Regions from separate parts of the Rattus norvegicus genome. Here all the other regions are linked to region 1. A link is a contact called in public Hi-C data. All regions are on one chromosome and are shown on one strand. The core of a region is the stretch at or near the end of the contact, and the rest is flanking DNA. Distances in the headings are between cores, read along the strand shown. Region 1 overlaps Tmeff2 (transmembrane protein with EGF-like and two follistatin-like domains 2). Region 2 has its middle 30 kb from the start of Cavin2. Region 3 has its middle 130 kb from the start of Cavin2.

What was found. A called contact is a pair of places that touch in the nucleus more often than the background predicts.
Region 2: a Hi-C map of the A7r5 cell line shows a contact between it and region 1, with 3 times the contacts expected there. The contact joins two enhancer-like sites. A contact is called at or near these places in 2 of 12 Hi-C or Micro-C datasets (the A7r5 cell line and frontal cortex).
Region 3: a contact with region 1 is called in a Hi-C map of frontal cortex, with 1.8 times the contacts expected there. The contact joins two enhancer-like sites. A contact is called at or near these places in 2 of 12 Hi-C or Micro-C datasets (the A7r5 cell line and frontal cortex).

The regions. Positions count from the first base shown.
Region 1 is chr9:58,188,363-58,193,185 of GRCr8, reverse strand. All of the region lies in intron 4 of Tmeff2 (transmembrane protein with EGF-like and two follistatin-like domains 2), which reads left to right. Among named protein-coding and RNA genes, the nearest start is that of Tmeff2, 35 kb to the left of the region's middle. Within about 2 kb of position 2,640, at least 11 of the 93 cell types and tissues checked have an H3K27ac peak or open chromatin away from gene starts, as enhancers often do. A contact at or near this core is called in the A7r5 cell line, where this site is marked.
Region 2 is chr9:57,833,262-57,838,084 of GRCr8, reverse strand. No RefSeq gene overlaps it. Among named protein-coding and RNA genes, the nearest start is that of Cavin2, 30 kb to the right of the region's middle. Within about 2 kb of position 2,779, at least 32 of the 93 cell types and tissues checked have an H3K27ac peak or open chromatin away from gene starts, as enhancers often do. A contact at or near this core is called in the A7r5 cell line, where this site is marked.
Region 3 is chr9:57,930,658-57,935,480 of GRCr8, reverse strand. No RefSeq gene overlaps it. Among named protein-coding and RNA genes, the nearest start is that of Cavin2, 130 kb to the right of the region's middle. Within about 2 kb of position 2,325, at least 10 of the 93 cell types and tissues checked have an H3K27ac peak or open chromatin away from gene starts, as enhancers often do.

The DNA.
Region 1 (4,823 bases), core at 1,391-3,890:
GTTGCTTAATACTTTCTGAAATTATTGGGATGACAAAATTATAAATGGATAAGAGCTCCAAATAGTATATTAATATTAGGCATGAAACCTTTAGATTGGGCAAATAAAACACACGTGCCTATTGTGGTCCGATTGTTCAGAGTCGTGTATTAAGAAATTGACATGGAACATAGATCATCTCTTTTCAACTGTGAAAAGAAGGGACACAAACATTATTTGTTCAACATCTTTATATGTTGTTAGGAACAACACCAGCTTCTGTGGACTAAAAATTTCTCTTTACTTCATTGTTTCCTGTGTAAGTTTTCATAAGTTTAACATTGGGAATTAAAACAGAATGCTGTAGAATATCATAGTAAGCATTATAAATGTGATTGAGAGTATGTTATTATTATTAAATAGAAGATTTTTATAAATCAGCAAATTTCTGTGATATGACTTGGGCCTAAGAATGCATGGAACCATGCACACACAATGTGATATTGTTATTGATTATATACTATGCAGTATTCTGTTTTTCTTTTTGCTTTCTTTGTATTGGTGACATTGGCTATGTCATACTTTGTGCCAACCAAGTTTAAGAGAAAAAGAAAATTTGACTAAGAATGATTCAGAGAGTGACAATTAGTTTTCAGAAAGTAAAACAGGGATTATGAGACAAAGCTTCTGTCTTGGGAAAGAAATAAAATTCCTTTATTATGAGAAAGAAAAAAAAACAGCAGGTAAAGGTACAGAGGCAGGATGCTCAGGACAAGTGCCAAGTCCCTAAGTGTACACCTGTATTCAATGCCTCTGTAGTCTTGGGCATTTGAATACTAATTCTTAATGGGTGCTGACTGGGGAGTCAGAAAAGGTGTGTCCTTTCTGGAAAAGGTATGTCACTGGAAGAGGACTCGGAGACTTCAGACCTGTGCCCATTTGGGTATGCTTCCTCTTCTTCCCGCTTCTGTGAGCTCTCAGTTCCCAGCTCTGGTGGCCATTCTGCTGCACCTGTATCATGGATTCTTCTCCTTCTGCAAGCGTATGCTCCAATAACGTCTCTTCTGATCATTGCCTTGGTCACAGTGTCTTGTCATTAAAATGTTTTAAGGGCAATCTTTTTTTTTATATGTTTAAAATATTGTGTGTGCCTCCAGGTGGAGAATAAATTGTATGTGAGGCCAAACTGAAGCAAGATGCTGATACAAAGATTGCCACAGTGGGACAGGCATGGGGAGTCCACACAACCTGAGTGTTGGCAAAAGGGCCAGTGAGGAGGTACAAAGTACTTTCTGGTCATTTGTCTGCCAGCATGGGTGTGACCAAGTGTTACTTGCTGAAGTAGTGAAGTGTGTGGATACTCAGGAGCTAGAGACGGGAGCATCAAGTTCAAGTCACTATCCCAGGCTGAGCCCCACTCAGAACAAAAGACACGTATTTGGAAAGGCTAGGAAGAACAGCAATCATCCCTTTATCTCATCCACGTTCATTGCAAACCAACATGCTGGTTTAATTTTAAAACACGGACGTGCTTCATAAAGAGCACTGTTTTAAGAACCAAAGCCCTTGGGCCGAGCCCAGTATATTCATCGAAGTCAATTTTCTCAGACTTTGGGAAGCAAACACACTGATGTGTTTAGAAGTTCTCAGTTGGTTGCTTTCCAATGAAGCCCATGTATTCTGGTGTTTTTGTCTTTCATTTACTGCTTGAAACCCATACAGTTTCACCATCACCCCCAGTATGGCAATTAAAGGTAAAATACGATAATAGAGAACTCAGTCATTTGGCTTTTATGTATTTATGTTCTATGTCGGATATGTGACAGATTGCGATAACAGAACCAGTTATAATCAAAGTGCAGCCGTACAAATATAGCAGCCACCACGGAACGGCTCCCTTTGCTGAATGAGACAGAATGGGAGTGCCATCTCCCACTGCACTCTCTCTAGAGCAGCATGCCAGCCTCAACACCTTTGCCGCATCCCCCTCACTGCTACTGCGAAACGTCCCCACAGTCGCACTTCACCTGAGTTTGTCATTGATCCTTGCACATCGGATTTTCTGCTCTGCAGACAACTAATTTGAGTAGCTCGAAATATAAAACTTACAGCTTTCCCCTTCGGTGTCCCAGTTCACATAACAATATAGAAGTCACTTCCCAGTGCAGAAAACCCCAAGGCCCTCAGACTTTGTTCAGCCTCCATGGTGCTACATAATTTGTTTTATTTCTCTGAAGCCTGCAGCGTTTCTCATGTGTTGTTAGGGGAAGGGATCCATTGTCAGTGTGTAGGCATCGCCTCAATTAGGCTCTGCTGGCTTCTCTGTCTGCATGGGAATGCAGATTTGGTCGTCTGGAGAATGACAGTTGTTTGTTTCACTCGTGTGGTGACTGATCTTGGGTGGAGACTTACAGGTTGACTCAAATATTTATAAACATGTCTGTTGCTGTCTTTCGCAGAGATTATTCTGAAGGGAGGAGAGGTTTTTTTTATGTTTTGTTGGATTGCTTCTGGTTTTCACAAACTCCTTTAACCTTTTCTTCTCTTGAATTCTAAACTGCAAATTCATTTTTATCCAGCTAGTCCCAGAGACTATAACCTTGAAGTGGGAATAGCGTTGTACCAGTAGGGGGAGCTCACACCATGCCTATTTTATGGGTTGACTTGAAGTTAATTTTGTGGTTTTGTTTACTTAAGGGTGGAGCCGGTTTCACTTTAAAGCTAACAGTTACTAGGATTTGGGATAGAAGTTATTTCCGGTTGAAAAGTTAGGATAATCTGAAGTTGTAAATCTCAAGTGCGTTAAGAGTTTAGGTCTTTAGTTACTGAATCGTCATACTGTGTTTGAAGTTTTCAGATTGCTGAAATGTGGGGGCTTTAGAATACACTAAAGTGTCTCTTTCCTTGCCTGTGTCATTAAATTACTACCTCCCGGAAACAGTGACAACAGGACTTGGGCTGAACATTTTTTGTGCAAATGACTGTAGGTCAGTGTAAACAAGGCAGGTGCTCACACATGGTTGTGAACGTTAAGTGTGAGCTTAATTTTTTTTTCATAGATGTCCCTGGAGGAATTTATACTTGGGGCTATTCGTATTTCTCACAAGATTTGCATAAAATGGAATTGGAAAGGCACACAGATCTCAATTAGCTCTGTCCAGTTCAAATCAGCCAAGTACTCGGAGCTGAAGTATCATTCCAGCACCTTTTGTTTTCCCAGGTTATTTTCGACTCCCCTTTGAGATGTTAGCAATTTTCCAAATACTGCCTGCAATCTCAGAGTCTCTAAGATGGTGAACACCAAGCACTTCTTCATCTTGTACTTTTCGGCAGGCATTTAATGTGTCCCCAGAATGGGAGAGGGAGTAACATTTTCTGTTTGTTCCTTTTCCCCACTGTTGAACATCTGTCTAATGTCACGCACAGGATACCCACGCTCTGCTCTGCCCATGACTGTGCTCTGCCCACAGTAAACTCATGGTCTTGAGAATGTACCATTCAGTGAATTGGGAGAAGGAAGGTTCCAGAGTATGTTTGCTTCCTCAGAATAAGAGATCACAGTTGTCTCCAGACTGGCCTATGTATTTGACTTTCAAATCATTCCTGAGTCAAGACAGCTGACTAATTGCTAACATTTTGCCCAACGAAACTGAAAGTCTGGACTAGAGTATGTGTGATGCCTGGACATTGATTATGAAATCACTTATGTCATAAAATTTTCATCTAAATTACTGTGCTATTTCATACGTTACATGTGATGGGAACCCTTGTGTGGAAGACGGAGGGATAATGGAGAGAAGAAAAATGAGGTGAGGAAGGAGAGGCTACTGAGAGACTGGGAGAGGTTCTCAAGCATTTATACTGTTTCCTCAGGGTGAACACCACAATTGTCTAGCAATTTCCTAGCAATAAAATAACTATCCTGTGTTGATGAGCCTTTAGCGTGACAGAGTGATGACCTTAGCCTGGATTCTCAGATTTTAATAGCTCTGTGGGTCCCATAGGGAAAGCTCTTTGCTCATTGCTTTCTTTGACTTAGTCTTTCTTCTCTGTCAGTGATCCTCCTGCATACTTTTCTCTCATTAGCATTATATTCCTAGAGCATCATCACTGATACAATGTCTCTTTCTGTATCACACATTTATTTTAGATGGCATAAATTTAACAAAACAGGTTGTTCTGTGGACAGTGTTATCTTACACAGGCATACCTAACACTATGTACAGAGTCTTTGAAATTCAGCATACCTGGCTTCTACTTCAGAACTCTCGGCCTTATAGAGAAAGCACATTTAGGGTGCTACACGTGGTTTGGCATTTGTAAAAGAATATGTTTTTTTTTCTAAAAAAGTCTCATTCATTGCACATGTTTGAGTTCCTCAAGAATTTAGATCTATCATTGTTTGGTGTCTGAGTATTTTCCTCCCTCCACTGCCCTGCTGCTGTACTTATGGCTATGGTTCTGTGGTTCTGTAGGAAACTGTACTAAAGGTCCTTCTGTTAATACACAGGTTAGATATATTTTAGTCTCCCAGGCAGTTCCTTAGCTCAGCCATGTACCAGAAGCCAAACTGAGTGGCTTTAATAACTTCGTCAATAAATCTTACAAAATGTGGTATCTTAAGCCTCTATCACTTATATAGAAATTATAATATAGATATTACAGAAAAATACTCAAGAAAGTGAGCAGTATTTAAACCAAACAAAATGTTATTGCCAACTATTAATAACTTTTATCAAGTAACTCATGTCTTAGCCTTAGCTATTGAATTGATGCTAAGCTCTTTGTGAAATCACCCAGTGCTTTGTGAAACCTTCTGTTCCCAGATCCATAAGATCGCTTGA
Region 2 (4,823 bases), core at 1,530-4,029, 360 kb after region 1:
GAGAGAGAGAGGGAGTGTATTTATAGTCTTAGGATGTTTTGTAATAGTTTGGAGTATTTAAAAATGAGAACAGAAATGTGGCTTGTTTCCCCAGTAGAGAAATTTATAAGGAACAGCATAGGATTGACAAGGTTTCTCTATGTGCCCTAGCTGTCCTGGTATTGGCTCTGTAGACCAGGCTGGCCTTGAACTCACAGAGATTTGCTTGCCTCTGCCTTCTGAGTGCTGGGATTAAAATCATGTACCACCGCTATCCAGCTAGGGACTGTTTTAACCGTATTGTTGTGTCTCTACTCATCTTGAGAGAAGCTGTTTATGATGTGGGATTGCCCTAATTCCTAGTTAGTTATTTCCTCCTCTCTATTTACAGAAAAAAGAAAGAAAGGAGGAGAAAAGAAGGCCAATAAGAAAAGCCCCTGGATTCTTACACGCTGTGTGAATCCACTTAACGCAATCAAAATATCCAATTAATCTTAGCAACATGATCGAGGAGTCGTTTCTCCAGGTGTCTCCTCCAAAGAGTAAATTTAATTCCAACATTTGGACAACTGTTTAAACCAACTGTAACATTGCCAGTTTAATACCGAAGAAATAACTCAACCAAAACCAATGTGCAAACAATCTTTCCCCAAGTACAGAAGTAACAACACATCCTCTACCTGGATATCAATTTCTCAAGGTATCCAGGGAACAACGGCTGAATTCTATCATTTGTGTCCCTTTTTGTACTTGATTTGATGGTATATCCTGCCATCTACTGATATGTAAAATGATTTAAAAAAATCTTCCCTGAGTCATATTGCCATTCTGCATAGATGATCATCTGTAAGCCAGTAAATTAACCTACTATAATAGGGTTTTCCATCCAGAAGTTAGCAAGGTGTCTGCCTCCAGCAGAAAACCTTTGCATGTAGCCATAGCCGCTTACCCCGAGAATCACAGGAACATAGGAAAAGGAGACTTAACTTCAGAATCAGACTGACTTCTTGTGCCAGCTCACCCAAGAACGAAAAATCTTGTTCTCAGTTTATATTTGTACTCTAAAATAAAGTATTGGGAATAGGCACACCTCTTCTCACCTCCAAGATGTTCTCAGTCTTACAGGGCATTTGAGTCCTTGATCAGTATACTTACAAAGAACAGGTCATTCAGAAATTTACAGGTAACCCAATTAAAATCCCAGAGTGCCACCCTTTGGCAACAGGTTCCTTGTTGCCCTCTGCAAAAGGCTCCTTCCCATTTTGTCTGTTACACCCAATGTTGTACACTCAGTCTGTCCCAATATGCGGTGTCTTTCGGCAGCTGTCTTCTGTTTCTCCTTATGTTGACAAGTCACCTTTGCTGTAAAAGACTTGTAGTCACATTAAAAACGTAGTTTGGAAATGGAACTTATGCTACTGACTACAAATACCTTCCTCAGCTATCTAAGCAGCTGACCACAACTCCCAACTGGGCAATAGATACATTCGATTTGTTTTCTAACCTTTGAAGAACAGCAACCCCAGTGACTCTTTACTTACCTAAGGGTCACTTCTCTGATAGCTTCAAATGTCTAGGACACCGCTGAGAGGCAAAGGTAGACAAGAAAAGGCCTCAGAGAAATGTTTTCAAAGGTCTCCGAAATGCACGAATCCATGTTAGCAAGCCTGTTCACTAAAGTCCATGCACCTGACTGCAGAGACTTTTTCCTGCTCTCTTCAAACCTGCAACTTCTCAGTGTAAGCAAATACCAAGTCTTACCCGAACTGAACATTTAGGCCTCCTTGATTAGAGTTTGTGGTTAAGTAACACATACCATCAAGCCTGGCTATCCAAACTTTCTAAAAGCCGAGCACTTCAACTCCAAGTTTTCTTTCTAGGAAGTTTTCTCCTCTTTCTCCTTACTTCACACCCCAAACCATGTGTGTTAAGAGTACTTGACCTACAGCCTCGTGATCCTGAGTGAGATCTCTGGAATCCACATAAAGATGAAAGGGCAGAACATTACATCACAATGTTATCCTTTGTTTTAACGCGCGTGCGCGCGCGCGCGCGCACACACACACACACACACACACACACTCACACTCACACACACATACACTCACACTCACACACATACACACTCACACACATACACACTCACATACACACTCACACACACACTCACACACATACACACACACACACACACACACACACACACACACAAATGAAAAGCAAGAGGTGGTGGAGGAGGAGGAGAAAGAATAGAGTTTAGGCAAAATAAAGGTTTTCCTAAAAGTTCAAATTCTTCTCTGACAGTCAAAATCATGGCACCTGCAGAGATTCCTCGTGGCCTCTTTGGCCCCCTATAAAGTGTCCTCCACCAGATCACTGCTGTTTTTTTTTCTTGGTTCTCTGGTATAGCCCATCAAATTCCAGATTGCCAAATGCCTAGGGGTGGGGGTGGGGGTCACAATTTTGAATGTGGCCTTCTTACCTAGAGGTACATCTAAATCCTCGACAAAACCCAGTTTCATATCCTATTGTCCTGATTTTAGCAGTGCTCTGGGTTCAAACAAGATGCTAGTCTCTCACATATCTTCCATTAGTGCTATCCTGGGAAGCAAAGTGTGTTGAAAAAAAATTAAAAAAAAAAAAAGACAATAACAAGGAACAGATTGCAAGAAAAAATAGGAATCTGCTTCTGCCTCCCTCGGATTTGCCCCTTTGCTGTCATGCACTGGGGTGTGAAGAGGCACAGCTTGGGAGAGATTTGGCCGACTCTGTAAAGGTCATGAAAGTTCCCAACAGAAAATGCTGACTCACAGGCCATGCATCCTGATATTTCAGCACGTTCAGGAAAAATGCAATCCACTCCAGCACACCCTTTCTTTCCATGGTTTCTTGCCAGTTCACTGGTGAGTTTTACTACAAAGGGCAGTTCAACAGCCAAGGTGAGGGAAGTTGCTGATTTGAACAAAAGTTCAATGGCAGGGCAGGAGGACGCAGGCCCTTCTGTGCCTTGTGTTTACCAAAGAGACAGGTTTCATCAAAACAGAGAGATCGCAAACAGCTCCGTCTTTTGGCATTTTTCAAAGCAAATTTTTAGAGACTGCCTTTCTTCCCGGGTTCTGTACACACACATTTGCACGCACACACAAACACCAGCTTTGAAATTCTCAGAACTTGAAGCACAGCCAGTTTTGACCTTCACTTCCCAACACTTCAGGAAACAGGAATTCACACACCCTCGGGCCTCTTAGTAAAACAAGTCCCTGGAAAACTCTCCAAAAAATACTTGATTGTACATACTGCATGCGTATCATTCTCCATTCTCCCTCAAAACACACAAAAGCACACATTCTAGATCTTGATAAAAACTCCTCATCTAACAATCAAACAATATGCTATGCAACAGAGATATACAACACACACATTCAATTTGCCATCTGCATGTGAGTCTAAGAAACATGGACTAAACAGCATTTGCTTCACATAGATGTAGAGAAACAGCCCCACCCTTCCTCTGTACTCCCACCATACACAGATTCCAAGACTGAGAGGATTGACCAAGCCTTTGTGTTCTCCCTCGAACATGCCTGAAAAAAAGACTAGGATCCTTGACAAGAGGACAGGCAGGAGAGAGGTGTGGTTCCCAAGAGAAAGCAAAACATTGTTATCAGAGGAAATAGCGTTGCATTCTTGGCAGGCAGGAAAATTGAGAGATTAGCTCTTAAGCAAGCAGAGTAATATCCAACCTCAGCTAGACCTTCAACAGTTGTACAGGTTGTGACAAGGAGCAGGACACTTAGCTGCAGCTATGAGCTTTCCTCCATTTAAGATTGTGGCCCTAACGACAATAAGGCCAACACTGTTAAGATACCTTAGTGGACTCCATGGAAAAAAAAAAATTTCCCCAATCCTTTTGTCATTTTCTGTCAAAATGAAAAAGGAGCAAAAAGAAAAAAATCTTTTTTTTTTTCAGTGCAGATTCGTTCTATATATCCCTGGCTATACTAAAACCTGCTCTGTAGACCAGGCTAGCCCCAAACTCAGAGATTTGTCTGCCTCTGCCTCCTGAGTGCTGGCATTAAAGAAGTATGCCACCATGCCAAGCTAAGCAAGAAGTTTTCAATTCACAAAATTTCAGAGACTGGGAGTATAGTCCATAGTAGAACAGTTACTTACCTATCATGCCCCTGGCCTCAGAGTTGATTCCCAGGATAAAAATAGGGAGAGAGAGGAAAGAGCAAACATGCTCTGTGCAGGAGGTCTTTCAATCTACAAGAGCTTGCTTTTTTCATAGTTTTGTTTTGGTAGTTAGTTAGTTAGTCAGTTAGTTAGTTAGTTAGTTTCTAACATACATATTTTTCGACATGGCACAGCTGTTCTGACTAGCAGAACAAACTGCTTTATATAGAATAAAAGTCTATTTACCTTTGAAACTGTATAAATAAACTGCATTCATATTTGGCAACCTCAAACATTTAAATTATGGGTACAACCTTATTCTAAAACACAATAACAACAATAATAATTAACTGTTTTAGGCTTGAACACCTCCAGTTTCTTTAAACAGTTTTGCATGAAATGTTGCTACTACGTACCCATCCCTTTAGCCCTCTACTGTGGATGTACTAGTTGTTCAGAGACTAGGGTTCAACCTACACTCCAGAACAGGATTCCAGACACTTGAGTTCCACTTTGTCACTATCGCTTTAAGAAATATGATGCCCAAAATGAAACGCAGCACGCCAGAGACAGAAAGCAAAGGCATGGCATTCAGGACTCTGCCATATGTCACTAAGTGTTTGGGGATCTGCAGTCATTGAAGAGGAAGAACAAGACTGCAGGGGAGT
Region 3 (4,823 bases), core at 1,076-3,575, 260 kb after region 1:
AAGGAATATTTCTTTTGTCTTTGGAGACAAGAATCCTGGTTTCAGTTCTTGGAAATGAAGGCTATATAGAAGTCAAATGTCAAAAACAGTCAAACTCATCTAATTAGCCCCAAATTCATCCATTAGTATCATGTCTGAAAGGGGGCATCATTCTTTTCCTTTAAAATCCTAATAGTGCACATAGCATTGGACCCCTGTGCTTTCCGATGAGAGATGAGTCGGTATCGCTGAGACTCGGCAGCCCACAGTCTCTTTGAGTGGATCCTCGAGGAGAAGCCAGTGCAGACTACTGAACTCTGCCAAAGCTTATCGCAAAGTCACATTAGACTCTGCTAACATTTGTCCTCAGATGCTGTTTCCCTTTGGCCAAGCCGGGCTGCACCTGTATAGACCACTATTCCTCAATTACAGCAGACATTTCACTTACATAATTAATCATCTGGATATCAATAATGAAAGCGTCTTCATTGAGTTAATTGATATCTCTAGATGAGCGTCCACAGGAAGCGCCCATAAAAGATAGAGGAAGGATGAAGGGTTATATGAAGTAATGGGATTAGTTTTATAACCAGCCCATAAATCAGACTGTCTATGGTCCCTTGAAATCAGTATCAGGACCATATATAAGATGTGCTGCCAATCCAGTCTCACTATCATTGCTTTATTGGTTTACCTGCTCCAGGGATCCAACCTTGGTGAAGCTCCACAAAGGCTAAATGGGCTAATTTGAGTATCCTGTATACTTTTAACCTTTCAGTTGGTTGTCATCATTAATCTTCCATCAGGTAAGAAGTGATAAAATTAGTTTTTGCCTTTACTTTTCTAATCCAGGCCAGGCAAAAACTTAGATGAGTTGCTCAAAGCAAAATCAGTTGTTGTGGGAGGAAGGAACCAGGAATAGGGCCAGGCTTGTGTGCTAGACAAAAACTTCTGCCTTCCTGATACATTAAAGACACTGGCTCTATAGGAGGCTTGGGCAAAGTAACCACCCCATGAAAGTAGCTCTCAAAAACCCCACAATCAAATCTATTCTTTGGGGTGTATTTTGAGATGGCTCCATGTGATTCCTCCGTATGAATGTCTCCTCTTGCTGGACTTACTCTCATTCTCAGAATGCTAACCACCTCTCTTTTCTTCACTTCTGGATACATCCTTTTTTAGGTACAACCCCTCATTGCCCAGTCCAGCTAGTGCTCCTCCATGGGCTTAGACCTTGGAAATAAGAGTCTTTCATATGAGTCCAGCTTTTCATGAAAAGCGCAAAGTACAGAGCAATGTCCCATATGGTCCTCAGTGAATATCAGATTATTAATAAACATACTAAAAATTATGTTTGATTAATGTTTAAGATTAGAATATGTAGGTAAACCTAAATGAAAGGTAATCATACCAAGACCAAGAGAAAACATCATTGTACTTGTGGACATCATTTCTGATCATTTTTATGGATGTGTATTCAAACATGAACAGAATATAAAACTAAATTAAATTAAAATAGAGCAGGCTTGGGAAAATAGCTCAGGCAGTAAAGTGCTTGCTGCCCAGGCTTTAGGACCTGAGTCCGATGCCTAGAGAACACATAAAAAGACCCAGATATGGTGGTAAGTACTTTTAATTGAAGAGCTGGAAATTAGGGATGGACAGATCCCCAGGTTGTACTGGTCACCCAGCTTATCCCACTTGGTGAGTTTCAGGTCACTGAGAGACCATGTCTCCACAATAATAAAAAAGGTGAATAGCACCTGAGGTACAGTACCCCAACCCCCAAGAAGGACGTCTGCACACACATGGGCGCACATGTGTGTGCACACATACAAGAAGACATGCACATACATGAACATATACACAAAAAAATATTACTTAAATAAAGGAATATACAAATACCAGCCACTCCTTGACCAAGCTGAAGTCCCCTAATAGAAAAAGATATTGAACGCCACTGAACAAACTGGTCTAATAAAGATGTTTTATTCTACTACTAAAATGTTATGCCACATGCTATTTTAACAAGTCTGTTTATAGGAGCAAAGATTAAGATAAAACACTTTGGCAAGCAGGGAACACACTTCCCTCCTCACTGACTAAAGCGTGATCTTAAAAGCCATTTCATTTATTCACATCCATGGCCCCCAAACCGATGGCATTTCATGGAAGGAATTACAGCATAAAGATAAGATCTGGGTGGAACAGTAGTGTGATGGGAAACTGAGGGAGACAGGCATATCAAACCGCTAGTGAGCAGGAAGGGGGCAGTTTTAAAAGAGACCACTGATTCATACAGTCCTTCCAGAAGAACGGAGACTGAAGCATTTTATCGGGGTTTCTGGAGTGTGGAGTGGCAGTCAGAACACAGGGAGCACAAGGGACACCCAGAGGCTGGAATGGCTAAGCCACTACACCCTGAGCTTGCAGGCAGAAGACCTGGCTTGGCAAGCCGGGCAAGAATGAGGCCACAACGCAAGTCCCTGGAATAAATGCTCAGGCTTCTAGTGAGGATGGTGTATTTAAAGTAAGCAGTCCATCTGCATATTTTTGTCCTCACCAATCTCAACCTTGAGATATGTAGATAGGATGCTTTATATTCTGCGGAGCAACCTTGTCCCAAAGCCCTAGATCAGCTGCCTAGAGAGAGAATAGAGGAACAGTGAGGGCCCTGCCCCGGAGGCCAGCTTCTCTCTCACGGCCGTGCAGGAGTGGTAGCAATGACAAACACAGACTGCAGAATGCTATCTAATCTGCCTGCACTTGGAAAACAAAGTCCTAGGATCATAAAGCAATCCTGAGTCGCATTAGAAAAGACAAGCTAAAAAAGGAAACAGACTACTCTTTACTTCCAGAAGACAAATCCATCTGCAGTCTGCCTGGGGATATATGAGTTAGGACTGCCAAGCAGAGCAAGCCATTGGAAAGTACTGTTAGGGTTTGAAAAGATGACTAGAAAGAGAGAAATGACTGTTCTACAAGTGGAGGTTAAAAGAGAAATGGAAAGGAAAGCCCTGATTGTGTACCTTCAGCCTTCCTGGAGGCAGGTAGCTTTATCCTTCACAGGGCAGTGCCAAGCAGAGCTGGGTGATTTCTAATCAAGCTCCCAGACCAAAGAGTGAGTCTTGTAAACAGCCAGCCCAGCGATGTTGCTGACTTCCCCCCAGAAGGCTGAGAATCTGCTGCGCCAGTATTCACATAATAACATTATATTTCACTTTTAAATAAGATGTACATGACTGTGCACTTGTGCCCAATTACAGTAATGCATGATTTACATAAATTAACTCTCCTGCTTAATTACAGTCATACAGGGATTGGGGGATAGGCTTGTACTTAGTGATCAGGACACGCTTTGGCATTTAGCCTTGCCATGACATGTGTTGGTCATAATCAAAAGGAACTCTTCAAGCACTGGGTCTTGACCATTGATCATTCTTTCTTTTGGCATTATGTGTAAACTGAGTCACTGGTCTCAGGGGCTCAGTTCTGAAATGTGATTGTGTAAGCTGAGTTGTTTTGTAGCAAGGAAGGATCTAGATTTCAGAAGTTTTCTGTTCAGGGTAGACTTTAAGCCTCTGGGTAAAGAATCTCAAAGAGACAAAGAATGAGCTCCGAGCTCACTAGGGCAGCGAGGAGGAAACGCTTTCTTTAAAGGGCATCTGTCGCTGCTCTGACACCAGCGTGAAAGCCACTGCTGCTTCTCTCATCTCATTTCTGTCATTTTTTTCTATGTCCTCTTGATTTTTTTGCTATGAACATGAATATAATATTTTTCTGAGAAAGACATCCAATTACATGTTAAGAAAAAACTGAAAGTGAAGTTTTCTATAGCCCTCACCAAAAGAAGATTTTTGTTTGTTTTCTTTTCTGTTTTGTGGTGTTGGGCTTTTTTTTTTTTTCTCCCTTCTACCCTGGCCAGACCAGCTGGCAGGAGTGGAGTTGAAGAAAATCATTGAGCTGGCAGAATAAGAAAATGATTGAAGGCAACAGACACTGAGGCTTCGTCATTATCAGTTCAGTAGGAACGAGTAAATGCTTCTCAGGAAAACTGCACAAAAACACTTCAAGGAGCTCAAATGCACATTGTGCTGGCTGACCACAAAAGATGGCAATTTCATTTTACCACTCGCTCAGTCCTTTCTCGCGCAGTACACAGAGATCTGAGTAACTAAAGACAGGGTTTTCAAGGGAAAAGTGAAAGACAAGGTGTCCATTGAGCATCTAGGGAAAGTGGGGAAGAGAGTGATCTACTCCAAGCAGATGGCATTGGGAAAAAAGACGACAGATCAAATCAGAAAAGGGGATCTTATTGTCAATGCATTGAAAACAGAGAATCCCTCTCCTGAGGCTGGTCACTCACCTCTGTAGCTCTCCTTCTAGACTACAATCAACTCCCTGCCAAACACTCTGGAAAGACATTAATGGAAGACCATTCAGTGTGATTTGCATTTGATATATGAAGCATGGTCTAGGGAACAAAGTCATTTTCCTTCATAATTCTTACCATTTATTCTGCACTAAACATAATGTGCAGAGGCACGTTCAGGCCTGACTTCCCCAAGGTGTCTCTGAGGAAGATTGCCCAAGATTTCTTTAGACAGTCTAGAGATAACATGAAGCCACTGGGGGATTAGGAGAAAATCCTTCCACTACTCTGTGTCTTACTTCCTTCTATTCATCCTTACAGATTTCTCTGTCAAACTGCAGAAATCCAGTGTTTGATTCTTGTTGGTCTGCTTTGCTTCTTTTAAACCAAGGCTTTTCTCTTCTCTTACCTGGCTACCTCCATGTCTCTAGCTGCTCCCTATTCTGCCTAGGGCTATGACACCCTTTCTTTA